Linked DNA regions of Mus musculus: all the other regions are linked to region 3. A link is a contact called in public HiChIP or PLAC-seq and promoter capture Hi-C data. All regions are on one chromosome and are shown on one strand. The core of a region is the stretch at or near the end of the contact, and the rest is flanking DNA. Distances in the headings are between cores, read along the strand shown. Region 1 holds the start of Rsph9 (radial spoke head 9 homolog (Chlamydomonas)). Region 2 overlaps Ptk7 (PTK7 protein tyrosine kinase 7). Region 3 holds the start of Zfp318 (zinc finger protein 318).

Region 1 (3,855 bases), core at 903-3,402, 240 kb before region 3:
CCACACATGGTGTACAGGCATACATGCAGGCAGAACACCTCTAGTGGCTTGAGTATGCTTGACCCGTGGGAAGTCCTACTATTTAGGACGTGTTGGAGGAAGTGCATCGCTGTGGGGGTGGGCTTTGAGGTCCTATGCTTAAGCTCTGCCCAGGATGGAAGAGAGAGAAACTCAACAAATGCTTACACAAACGAGTCTCCTTATCTTGAGCCCAAATGTGGATTCCCAAACTGTACTTTATATGCCTGGTTATACTTTGCCCCCAGGCACTCCATACCAGTTACTCTGCCTATTGTTAGGTCAGGTTTGTCTCTTTGCCTGTGAGTGGTTTTGTTATTTGATATAGGGTCTCTCACTGTAGCCAAGGTTGACCTTGAAATCCTTCTGTCTCAGCATCTCAAGTGCTGTGATTACCGGCCTGAGCCGGTTCCTGCTGCCCTGAGATTCTCAATAGTAAGTGGTGACAACACTTAGCTGACCCTTTGGCTTGGACCAGCCTCGAACTCTCCGCCACCTCCGTCTAGCCTGTCAGTCTCTCTCCTAAATCCCCCCCCCCTCCATTCCCTCAGCCAGTTCCCCCTTCCAGACGCTTGCCTCTGGACACTACAAAGACCTCTAAGTGCCCATCCCACCATACTTCAGATCATCTGCCCACTCAGATATGACCCCGTAGGTGTTCCCTGGTGGCCTACGGACAAAGCTCAAACTCTTGACTTCTCCCGATCGACGGTTGCTGCCTCTGTCCAGTTTACTTCCGGTCTCTTCCCTAAACATGGAAAGCCTTCAGTCAGAGTGCAGGAGGGTCTCTCCAGCTCGCAGCTGTGGGGAAGTGCCCACCTTTCAGAACCCGGAGCAGCTGCTCTCTGATCGAGCTTAGCTCTTCTCCAAAAGCCCGGGACTCTTGGCATCGCTTTAGGATACCTTAGTTTTAGCAATTTTTTTTGAGACAGGGTCTTTACATATTTTTATGTGTATGAGTATTTTGTCTATATGTATGTACATGCACCTGCTGTGTACAGTGTCCTAAGAAGTTCCCTAGAACTGGAGTTATAGATAGTTCTGAACTCCGTGTACGTGCTACGGATTGAATCCCAGCTACGGATTGAATCCCAGTGGTTCAGAAGAGTACCCAGTGCTCTTAAGGTTTAAGCCATGTCTCCAGCCCCCAAATTCCCAGAGGGGCTTCAAACCCCCTGTGTATTTGAGACTGACCTTGAACCCCTGATCCTCCTTCAATACTGGTTTGATGCATGGGTAGATAAATGAAGTCCCCGGATACCTCCTGCTTGGATGCTTTAATAGCATGATAGGCTCCCCTAGCATCCTAGGGAACCCCGAAAGAGGTTGGGAGGCTTACACTGCAGAATTGCCCCCAGCTCTTTCCCCATTTTACAAGTCTTGCACTTCCAGGAAAGAGCACCTCCCACTGCAGAGCCTACACTCCCCAGAGACGTTTCTAAACAGCTTCAGTACAAATCTCAGAGCGTCTGACTTCTCCAAGCCAAATCCAGTCCACAGCTAGAACCTGAATTCTACACCAGTTGCCATCTCCGGGACTTCTACATTCTGTGCCCGCTCAGTTTATTTAGCCTTCTGTCTCTAACGAATCCATCTAGACCAGTTTCCCATGCAAATCCAGGCTGACAATGCTGCCTCCTTGGACCCTGCCCAGGCCACTTTCCCACCCTGTCAGGATCCACAGGACCCTCACAGTTCCGTGACATCTCAGTCCTCAAGCTCCTCATTTCCCTCCTCAAGCCCCACCCACAGGTGCTTCCTGCGTAGGTCCTGGGCGCACCCACCTTCCCCAGCTGGAGTTGCACCCAACACCCTTCGGGATCCTCCTGCAGCCTTATCTGCCAGAGTCGCCTCACCTGTAGAGCGTCTTGCGTGGTGCGAGCTGGTCCTCACTCAAGCCCTGTGCGATGTAGTAATCCGCCACAAGGCCAAGGATGCGGCCCCAGAAAAGGACCCTCGCGAAGCGGTAATCGCGCTTCACCAGCATAAGGGACGTGAGCAGTGAGGCCCGACGGTCAGGGCTGAGTCCCTGCCCACTGCCAGACGCCAACTCCAGAGACAACAAGAGGCTGTCGGCGTCCATCAGGCCAGCCGTTCTCCTCCAAGCTAGTCTGGCGGGTAGAAGCTGTCTCCATGGAGACCCTGAGCCCCACCCCTTAAGCTAGCAGGAAACAAAATACCACCCACCGGACCGCCCATCTCGCCAAACCCGCCCTTTCCGGGGGCCACGGACTTTCACAGTACAGTGTAGACTCATGTATTCTGTTATCCCAGCGCGGCTTCCCTATATGTGCACTCCACATTACGTACTCCATTTTTGCCCATACGGACTTGGGAAGAAACCCAATACAAAGCCACAAGGCCACTAGCTGTATTATTTCAACCTGGGAATATCACTTCTTGGCCTGAGAATTTTATGAAGAATCTGATACCTTGGCTCTAAAAGCAGTTTCTGACACCTAAACCCACCCAAAGCCAGGTTTCACCAAATAGGTTCTATCCAATCTGACCCCTCCAGTTTTCACGTGAGAGCTCTTTGTTTACTCCCAGGACTAGTCTGACAAATCGGGGAAATCCTTGGAAAAGAATGTAAAGGGTGACAGTTTCCCAGGGGTGGTGGCCCACACCTTTAATGCCAGCCCTCAGGAGGAAGAACTCTTTTGAGTTCAGGGCCAACCTGGTCTACATAACAAGGTCGCAGCTAGCCACACGACTGAAGTGTGTAGAGCTTCATAGTCTCTTTAAAAAAAAAAAAAAAAAAAAAAAAAGCCACTTACAGACTACATGTGTGTCAGCTACATAACTTTGGGCTCCACAGCTGTTCAGACCCAAATAGTAGCCACAGAGGATCAGCTCTGTATTCCCTAGGCTAGCCTAACTCAGGCGAGTCTAACCACTGCTACATCACATCCGCTGCTGTTCTGGAGTCTCCAAAGTCAAAATCACCGGGGTCCTCTGAAGGCTTGTTTCAGGCCTTGTCAATGACTGATCTTATTTCTGGATTCCTTTGTGGAAGACTCATGAAGTCAACATGCCCTGGGCCTCCAAGCCAAGCCCAGAGAGAAATAAGTGTCTAATTTGCTCAGATAATTACTTTGTTTTGATGTTTTGATTGCCTGGGCATTGTTCATCGAGGCTTTTTAAATGGGCATTAGAGAGCTGACCTGGCCGGTCATTTCAAAGAAACTTATGCCGCCCCCCCCCCCCCCCACACACACACATCAGGTCCTGCCCTCCACCATCATGCCCTGCTTTGGTAATATGGCTTAATTCTTCTGTAAAGCGATATCAGACACAAAAACAACCAACAGTTTGGCTGACAGGATACACTTCAGGGGAGGTCACACAGAACACAGCCCAAGCATCTTGCGTTCCCCTATACTGGATTTACCCATCAGAAATGAGTTCACATCAGGAGCCAGAATCTGAAGAAGGCCTTCTCAGAGCTTGGTAGCACATCCACTAGGGACAGAGCAAATCCTGGCTATTCCAGAGAAAAACCGCACTAACGTTAGAACACAGGGAAGAGCAGTTTCTGCAGGCAGTGAACAGCTTTCAAGTCATGCTTTGCCATTGAAGCCAGTGGTTTCTAACTTTCCTAGTGCTACAGCCCTTTAATACGGTTCCTCCTGTTATGGTGACCCCCCCCCCCAAACCATAACATTATTTCATTGCTACCTCATAACTATAACTTTGCTAATTATGAATCATAATATAAATGTGTTTTACAAGTCTTAGGTGACCCCTGTGGAAGGGTTGTTTGACCCCCAACGGGGTTGTGACTCACAAGAACCTCTAACTTAAGCAAACTAGCCTTGCCAAACCTTACCTTTATAA
Region 2 (3,999 bases), core at 289-2,788, 210 kb after region 3:
ATAAAGACGATAGCGGCTTGGGCACCTGCGGACGCAGACGTGGGAGAAGCAGGGTCAGGAGGAGCTGATGCCTCCATCCTAACACGGGGGGGGGGGGGGGAGCGGGGCGAGACCACGGACGGCTGGTCAATAAACAGGCACAAATAACAATGCTATAATGCTATAGTTGCAGAGGTCCTCGGAGGAGTTCCAACTGTGTTGGAATCCAGACAAAAATGTCCCCGGTCAGGCTGGTGAGATGGCTCAGTGGTTAAGAGCACCGACTGCTCTTCCGAAGGTCCTGAGTTCAAATCCCAGCAATCACATGGTGCCTCACAACCATCCGTAATGAGATCTGACGCCCTCTTCTGGTGCGTCTGAAGACAGCTACAGTGTACTTATAGGATGGACAAATATACAAGATATGTCTGTGTAAATGCCAAGTGGATGATGTGGAAAGCTGGCTCCCGTAAGTAAGGGAGCCCTGAGGCCTGGGTGGGGCTGATCACACCCGGCTTCCCAAAGACAAGAGCCCCAGACCTACAAGACCAGATCCTAGGTTCTGATGCTAAGGCTAGGGACCAGGGGATTGGAAAAGTAACCCAACCCTCCCTTGCCTACCCCAGAGGGAAGGCACAGAATAAAGTTTGATCTTGACTTAGCCAGAGAACCCTAGGGTACCAGCCACTAAGGCAGTTGTGGCTCTGAAGCCCATCCACGGTGCTCTGCAGTCCCCGAGACGTCATCCTCTCACTGGAGAAGCGGAAGTTCTCAAGACACAAAGGCCAAGATGTACTGAGGTCAGCCTGATATCCGGTCTGTCAGGCCACAGATCTGTATGTAAAGCCTCCTGCGCACGGTCACTCAGCTTTAGTCCCAACTCGGGGGACAACTATGAACAGGAGCCTCCACCCCCGCAACCAGAGGCAGAACCAGAGTCAGGGGCAAAGCAAGCACCTGTGCTGTGCAGATGGGCTAGGCGGGGCAGGGCAGGGCTGGGCATTCTGGGGGGGGGGGGGGGGGGAGCATAGTTACAGCAGTGTCACAGGTAACATGGTAGGCTTTGTTTATGCCATGTGGGTGCCTGGCAGAGTCACGGAACCACCGGGCGGGCAGGCGGGCTTAAATGTGGAAGAGATGTTCCCAGCCACCAGGAAGAAGCAGGCTCAGGGCCAAGTCACTGGGGAGCAGTCACAGCCCAGCCAACACTCCCTAAAGACCCTAGAGATGAGGTTTGGTTCCTCAGCCCGAGATTCTGCCTTCTCAGAGTTGTATGTCAATACAAGTCCTAGGATCTAACAGGACTAACAGCCCAGATAAGAGGCTACTCTGAAACCAGTCTATCTTCCAACCTTCCCAAAGGCCCACCACCCCTAACACAAAACATTCAGGGAGCTGGAAATGTCCCCAAAGCACCCTTCTTCCTTCTCAATGGGGTCCTGTTGGTTCTCTGCGCAAGCCAATTCTCTACCAAGCAGGGTGATCCCACCCACTGTGCCAGTTAACAAACATGCCTTTAGGCACCTTGGTTACTGTGCCAACGCAGACACTCCCCATCCATTTCTAAATACTCCACAGGGGTGTGGCCCTGTCCCCACTAGACATCATGGTACAAAACCTTTGCGGTATGGAACTGTGTGCAAACTCAGGCCCAGAAATGTGAAGGACTAACTAAAGGTCAGACAACTTACATGTTACAACTCCATGCCCAAAACCTAAAGAAGCCAGCCCCTCATCTCACGCTCTTCCTGGAAACATCTGAGCCTACCAGGGTGAGTCGGTTTCCTCACAGTCAGGCAGTGTGGCAGACCTGCCTCCCACAGACAATACCAGGCTCACAAAGACACTCAGAGAACACTGGGTGACCTGAAGAAAAATTCATGTCTAGGGTGGCTTTGGCATCAGGCGCGTTTGCCCACTTCCACCTGTGGCTGGCAGAATCAGCTCTACTCCACGGTCCTCTGCAAATCTTGGGACCCTCAACCCATAACTCCAGGATGTTCACCAAAGAGCAGAGACATCACCTATGACAGTCAGGGTGTCCAACTTGCTGCTCAGAATAGGATGAATACAGTCGAACCCAAGATTGTAAACTTGCTTAAAACACATGAGTCTTAAAAAACAAAACAAAACAAGTGTGTACGTATGCATCCATGTGTGCACACGTATGGAGAGGTCAGAGGTCAACCTCAGATACCACTCCATGTGGGCTCTGGGGATTGAACTCAGGTCTTCTGTAGGCAGATTGCCTATCTGAGGATAATTTGTTAAGAGTTGGTTCTCCCCTTCCACCATATGGGTTCTAGGAATTGAACTTGGCTTATTCACCAAGTGTGATGGTAAGGGCCAGAGGTTTAACCATCTCACTGGTTAAACGGATGAAAAAAAATGTTGGGGGGTGGGGGTGGGCAACGTGATTGCATGTGTGGGTTTTTTTATTCCCTTAAAGGCTTTTTTTTTTTTTTTTTTTTTTTTGGTTTTTCAAGACAGGGTTTCTCTGTATAGCTCTGGCTGTCCTGGAACTCACTTTGTAGAGCAGGCTGGCCTCGACCTCAGAAATCCGCCTGCCTCTGCCTCCCAAGTGCTGGGATTAAAGGCGTGTGCCACCACCGCCCGGCTGGCTTATTTTATTTTTAAGGATGTATTAGAGTGTGTTCAGCTTCAGACAGAGCCAAGTCTGATCCTGTCATGCTCCGTGTTCTTCCCACAGGAAGATCTTGTGAGCCACAATGCAGCTCTGTGTGTGTGAAAGGCCTTGACCGGAATTCACCTTTGGTAAGAGGCAACTACTGTTAAGCCCAGGAACTCTCTTCCTGCGCAAGGATTCAAACCCTCAGAATATTAGACAACTCTCCTCACGCCAAAGCTCTGGGATGTGCTAAAGCCTAGACAGACGAGCAGAGAACAACCAGATGGTGGGTGGGACAACGGGATAGGCCCTGAGGGTACAGGAGCCCCAGACCACCTGCTGCAGAAACCTGAGAAGAGCCTATGTAACTCTGAGGGACACGGCTCAGCCCCAACCCCCAGCTTTCCACATCCCCTCCTGGGATCAGGACTATGCTTCTCTAGAGCTGTGACCAGAGCCGCAGCATTCCCAGACTGCCACTCAGAGCCCCCGCCATTCCGCACCCCTATGACATGGCCTGGGAAACATCAAAGCCGGGCCTCCCAGGGGCCTCTGTCTTGACGTCAGCTCACAGCAGGTCCTGGTTAGTGCCTGGCTGGGGTACACTTAGATGTTTCCAAAGCCAGCAGAAAGGAGCCTCCGGGCTTCTCAGAGCCCCTGCTCAGTGGCCCCCACATTTGCTTAGAAGGCAGTGGGAATGTGCCCGGGCCGCCAACCTGTATGGCTCATTGTAAACATTGCTCCATCGACGTTTTGGGGAACCGGAGAGTCCCTGGCAGTGATGCCAGACCCCAGGAGCTCTTAGCTTTGTGCAGAGGCGGCTTTCGGGGGACTAAGGTGGTACCTATCCCAAGGTGGCTTCATTTCTTGTCCTTACCTCTAACTAGAGGGATGGTCTGAGAAAGGCCTTCTCTGGACTCGGGTCTCCTAAAGCTGCACTGCCTCTCTTCACTGGGCCCTGTGGAGCTGCATGCAGCACAGCAACCTACTACGTAATGGCAGCCCTACCCAGGTATAATCTGGGGGTGCCGAGACACCAGGCTGATCAGGGGCTAAGTGGATTTATGTAGCTGAGGTCCACATCTACCAGGGAACATCCAGAAAGGGAGAGGTGGGTAGGAGCTTTGCCTGTGGGCATGAGTAACCCAAGAATCTCCTTAGCAACAAGATGTAGGCAGAGCTATGTCTCTACCACAGAATCCCCAGCTCGAGCTTCAAACACCTCATGCATGAAGGCGCTTTCTGCGCCTTACCTCTGGCTCATTAACGGTCCACCACATAGACACTTACAGGACTGTACCTTTAGTCCTCTTTTTTTTTTAAAGATTTATTTATTTTATTTTATGTATGTGAGTACACTGCAGCTGTACGGATTGTTGTGAGCCTTCCTG
Region 3 (3,958 bases), core at 956-3,455:
GAAGCAGGAGCTGATGCAGAGGCCATGGACGGATGTTCTTTACTGGCTTGCTCAGCCTGCTCTTTTATAGAACCAAGACTACCAGCCCAGAGATGGTCCCACCCACAAGGGGACCTCCCCCCTAAACACTTTATTATTGGAGAAAGACATAGGAGACAATGTTAATACTAGAACAGCAAATCCCAATTTAAAATGTATTGATTCTGGCCAGACAGTGGTGGCATAAACCCTTAATCCCAGCACTGGTCTACAGAGCAAGTTCCAGGACAGCCAGGGCTACACAGAAAAACCATTTTGAAAAAACAAAAAAAAAAAAAAAACAAAAAAAAAGGAAAAAAAGTATTAATTTTGGTTCTAAATAATGGTACTCCATATCTATATTCCCAGCACTTAGGAAGTAGAATCAGAGGATTAGGGGTTCAAAGACATCCTCTGATACATACTGAGTTTGAGACAAGCCTCAGGCAACTGAGACCCTAGTATGTACAATAAGCATTGACTTCAACTAAATATACATAGTGATTTATCTTTCCTCGTCTACTAAAGTAGATGGAGATAACTAAATACATACATAGGTAGTATAATAAAGACAGGGCACATACCTCTGGTAGATTAGCTTTTTCATCAAAATAACGTATATTTACAAATTATATCAATAATATAGGATAAAGCAAACAAGTGTAAGGGAATACAGCTGGTAACATTTTTATACTGGTGCCAGGTGGGAGGTCCATGACTTCAAGGCTAGCCTGATCTACATAGGAAATTCCAGACCAGTTAAGGCTGCATAGTGAAACCTGACTCTCAAAAAAAAAGGGACAGAAGCAAGATTTTTATTCTGAAATAGGAAGCTTATGACATTTATAAATAAGCAAATCGGCTTATATTTTAAACATAATTTAAAAACAAATTAACAAAGTCATATTTTTTTCTTTTCAGAAATCTGATTCTTGTTTTTTGGTGTTTTTTGTTTGTTTGTTTGTTTTTGTTTTTTGTTTTTCGAGACAGGGTTTCTCAGTATAGCCCTGGCTGCCCTGGAATTCTCTCTGTAGACCAGGTTGACCTTGAACTCTGAGATTTGCCTGATTCTGCCTCTGAGTACTAGGATTAAAAAGTTTGTGCCACCAATGCCTGGCTCAGAAATGTGATTTTTACACAAATTCAAGATTTATGTTTAGCTGGTGAAAAATATGAAGCTATTGTCTAGGTTCAACATATTTCCTCACTTTTGGTTTTTTCATGGTGTGAGATCCTCTGAAACTGGAGCCCCAAATGGTTGTGAACTACCACGAAGGTGCTAGAAAAAAGACCTCCGGAGCCATCTCTACCCAGGCCCTATTTTCCTATGTTTTGACTGACCCTTAGGGTCTTGTCTTTTTCTTTTTAAACATTTATTTCTATTTTCTGTGTATGAGTTTTTGCCTCCATGTGTTTCTGCACCACTGATATCTCAAAACACTTGCCAGGCCTGTCACGGTATGGGTTGCTCCGACAGTGGCCTTCACCACCATTTTACTGTAATGCTTGGCTAGAACATCTGGAAATTTTACTGATGTCTGTTGTGTTTGACTTTCACTTTTCTGTACTTTCTCATTTCTCGATTTAAACCTCTATAAGTTATTGGACTGGAAAGTTACCCGACTACGTCAAGCTTCCTCTGGGGGAAAAGGGATGGACACTCGTTGAGGTTCGTAGCTTCTGACAGGGTTTAGGTGTGAGTGTAGGGGGTCGTTTGCTTTCTCACTATATATAATCATTTCTGTAAAGCAGGTGGATTGCTATGGGCACGCACGCTCCAGGAGCCTGGGAACCAAGCTACTGAGGCCTCCGCTACAACCTGGCCCCGCCCACTCACCGGGCTCTCCGGCCCCGCCCACCGCGCCGGGAGGAGGAGAGGGGTGGTCTCTCTGCATCACGTGGTCTCCGGGGGAGTAGGGGGTGGGCGGCTCGCCGGTCGCCATTTTGCGCGGGGCCGAAAGGCGGGGCCTGCGCACTTCAGGGCGCGCGCCCCTGGTGCTCGCGCAGGCTCAGCGCTCCGCCCCACGGCTCCCGGCTCCTGAGGCCGCTCTCCGCGTCCAGCCGCGGGAGAGCCTGGGAGGACGAGGGGGTGTGGCGTGTCGGCGCGTACCCGCGCCCTCCAACCGCTGGCCGGTGGGGCGGGGCCGCGGGGAGGGGGCCGCTCCGTCCGCGAGGGCGGCGCGCTGCGGTGTCCGCGGCGGCGGTGCCTGCGGCTGTGGCGGCACGCTCCCGAGCGGCGTCCGCGGCGCTCCCGGTAGCCATGTACCGCAGTGGCTCCCGCTCCTCCGTCTCTTCGCACCGGTCGAAAGACGGCAGCGCGAGCGGCCCTCCGCCGGGCCGTCCCGTGGGCGCCTCCTCAGGCCCCACACGCCGCCCCTCGTCGCCGCCGCCGCCCTCTTGCTCCTCGCTGCGGCTCCCCGCCCGCCGCCACCGCTCGCCCTCAGGCCACCGCGGCCGCTGGGCCTCGCCGTCCCCGCCTCGGGGTCGTCGCGGCTCCCCGTCCCCGCCCCGCGGCCGCCGGGCCTCACCGTCTCCGACCCGCGGCCGCCGGGCCTCGCCATCCCCTCCGCGGGGTCGTCGTGGCTCCCCGTCCCCGCCGCGCGCCCGTCGCGGCTCCCCGTCGCCACCGCGGAGCCGGCGACACTACCCACCTGGCCTGGGTGGCTTCCGAGGCAGCATTCGAGGCGAGTCCCGCGCCGACTTCGCCCGGGACGGCCGCGGAGACCATCCAGGCGGCGGCGGCGGCAGTCGGGTAATCCCACCCTTCGCCCATGTTGCCCCCATGTCCCCAGCCCCCGGGCCCTCAGGCCAGAGTCCGAATGTCCGAGTCTTCCCCGCTCCCTGACAGTCCTGGGTGCCTCCTTTACACAATAACGGACCCGGGACCCGTTCGGTCACCCGTGTTGGAACAGAACAGGACGCCCGGTTTCTAGGGGGAAGAGGCTTTCGCTCTTGCTATGTGGAAAAGTTCTCCAAGGCGAGGGGCATTTCATCCATACTGACTGGCGCTTTGGCGTTTCCCTTTGGGTTTGATCAAATTCGTTGCTTTAAGGCCCGAGTTTAGCAGAACATCTGAAATGCCTGGTGGCCAGTGAGGAAAGCTTGAACCAAAGCAGACTGGATGCTTTAGCTGTCATGGAGTCTCAGTTATAGCTGTTATTCCGACGAGAGGTGTGCATAATCAATCATTGTGATTGCTGCCATCAGCTAGAGACACAAGAGCAGCTACCAGCAATCTTTTAGGGCTCACGGTCCCTTGAGGTAAAGCAATAGCAATAGGTGTTATCACAGCCAAGGAACCAGCTCAGAGAGGTTTAAGTAGCTTGATCAAGGTGACACACAAGTGATGGAGCTGTGGTTCAGCTCACATGTTGGATTCTCACAGCCTGCGATTTTACATGTTAAAATGTGCTGCTGCTGGAGGGACAAAATGTGGGATTAATTTATGGTTGTGGTGGGTGTAGCTGAGTAGTACTCAGTAGGGCTTACAAAACTGTAAAACCCGATTTGGAATCTTAGCATCCTAATTTTAAATAAAGGTGCAGGTGTGATAGTGACCCCTCAGCTGGCACTACAGTGCCCTAGTGTTCTGGTCATAAACTGATTTGTCACATTGTGAAGACTTCTCAAAGCCCTCACTAGAGAGGAATCGAGTAGAATACTGCAGCCTCCCCCTTCTGGGTGCTGTACTCACTCCAGCTCCAGTTCTCCGTCCCATAGGAAAATGCTTTCTCTTACCACCCGAACATTTACCTCATGCTTCAAGGGAAGCCCCCAGGCTATCCTGTCATCTCTCACCACTCTGAAGGCCCTGCTGCCTCTTCCTCAGATTGGTACAGTTGCCTTCTTCGTAATTGAGCCTTGCTACTCACCATTTATCTTTTCTGTGTTCAGCCATCAAATTGATTTTTAAAAATATTTTGAATAGTGTGTGTTCAGG

What was found. Promoter capture Hi-C pulls out the DNA fragments that hold promoters and counts their contacts. HiChIP or PLAC-seq counts read pairs in DNA pulled down with a chosen protein or histone mark.
Region 1: a contact with region 3 is called in a promoter capture Hi-C map of pre-B cells, with 1.9 times the contacts expected there. The contact joins the promoter of Rsph9 here to the promoter of Zfp318 in region 3. A contact is called at or near these places in 3 of 39 promoter capture datasets (the C10 cell line, frontonasal cranial neural crest and pre-B cells), 2 of 484 Hi-C or Micro-C datasets (CD8 T cells and pre-B cells), 1 of 115 datasets of contacts at active chromatin or transcription factors (pancreatic cancer cells) and 2 of 9 other capture datasets (adipose tissue and liver).
Region 2: a FOXA1 HiChIP or PLAC-seq map of pancreatic cancer cells shows a contact between it and region 3. The contact joins the enhancer-like site here to the promoter of Zfp318 in region 3. A contact is called at or near these places in 2 of 39 promoter capture datasets (hippocampal neurons and macrophages), 2 of 115 datasets of contacts at active chromatin or transcription factors (microglia and pancreatic cancer cells) and 3 of 9 other capture datasets (adipose tissue, embryonic stem cells and liver).

Annotation. Positions count from the first base shown.
Region 1 is chr17:46,142,048-46,145,902 of GRCm38.p6, forward strand. It overlaps Rsph9 (radial spoke head 9 homolog (Chlamydomonas)), which reads right to left and starts at 2,153. Exons shown (of 5, transcript NM_029338.4): 1 at 1,875-2,153. The coding sequence starts at 2,101.
Region 2 is chr17:46,591,778-46,595,776 of GRCm38.p6, forward strand. Ptk7 (PTK7 protein tyrosine kinase 7) reads right to left here. Exons shown (of 20, transcript NM_175168.4): 2 at 1-25. Among named protein-coding and RNA genes, the nearest start is that of Ptk7, 36 kb to the right of the region's middle. Within about 2 kb of position 1,539, at least 54 of the 459 cell types and tissues checked have an H3K27ac peak or open chromatin away from gene starts, as enhancers often do. A contact at or near this core is called in embryonic stem cells and pancreatic cancer cells, where this site is marked.
Region 3 is chr17:46,381,561-46,385,518 of GRCm38.p6, forward strand. Zfp318 (zinc finger protein 318) reads left to right here and starts at 2,206. Exons shown (of 10, transcript NM_207671.4): 1 at 2,206-2,770. The coding sequence starts at 2,279.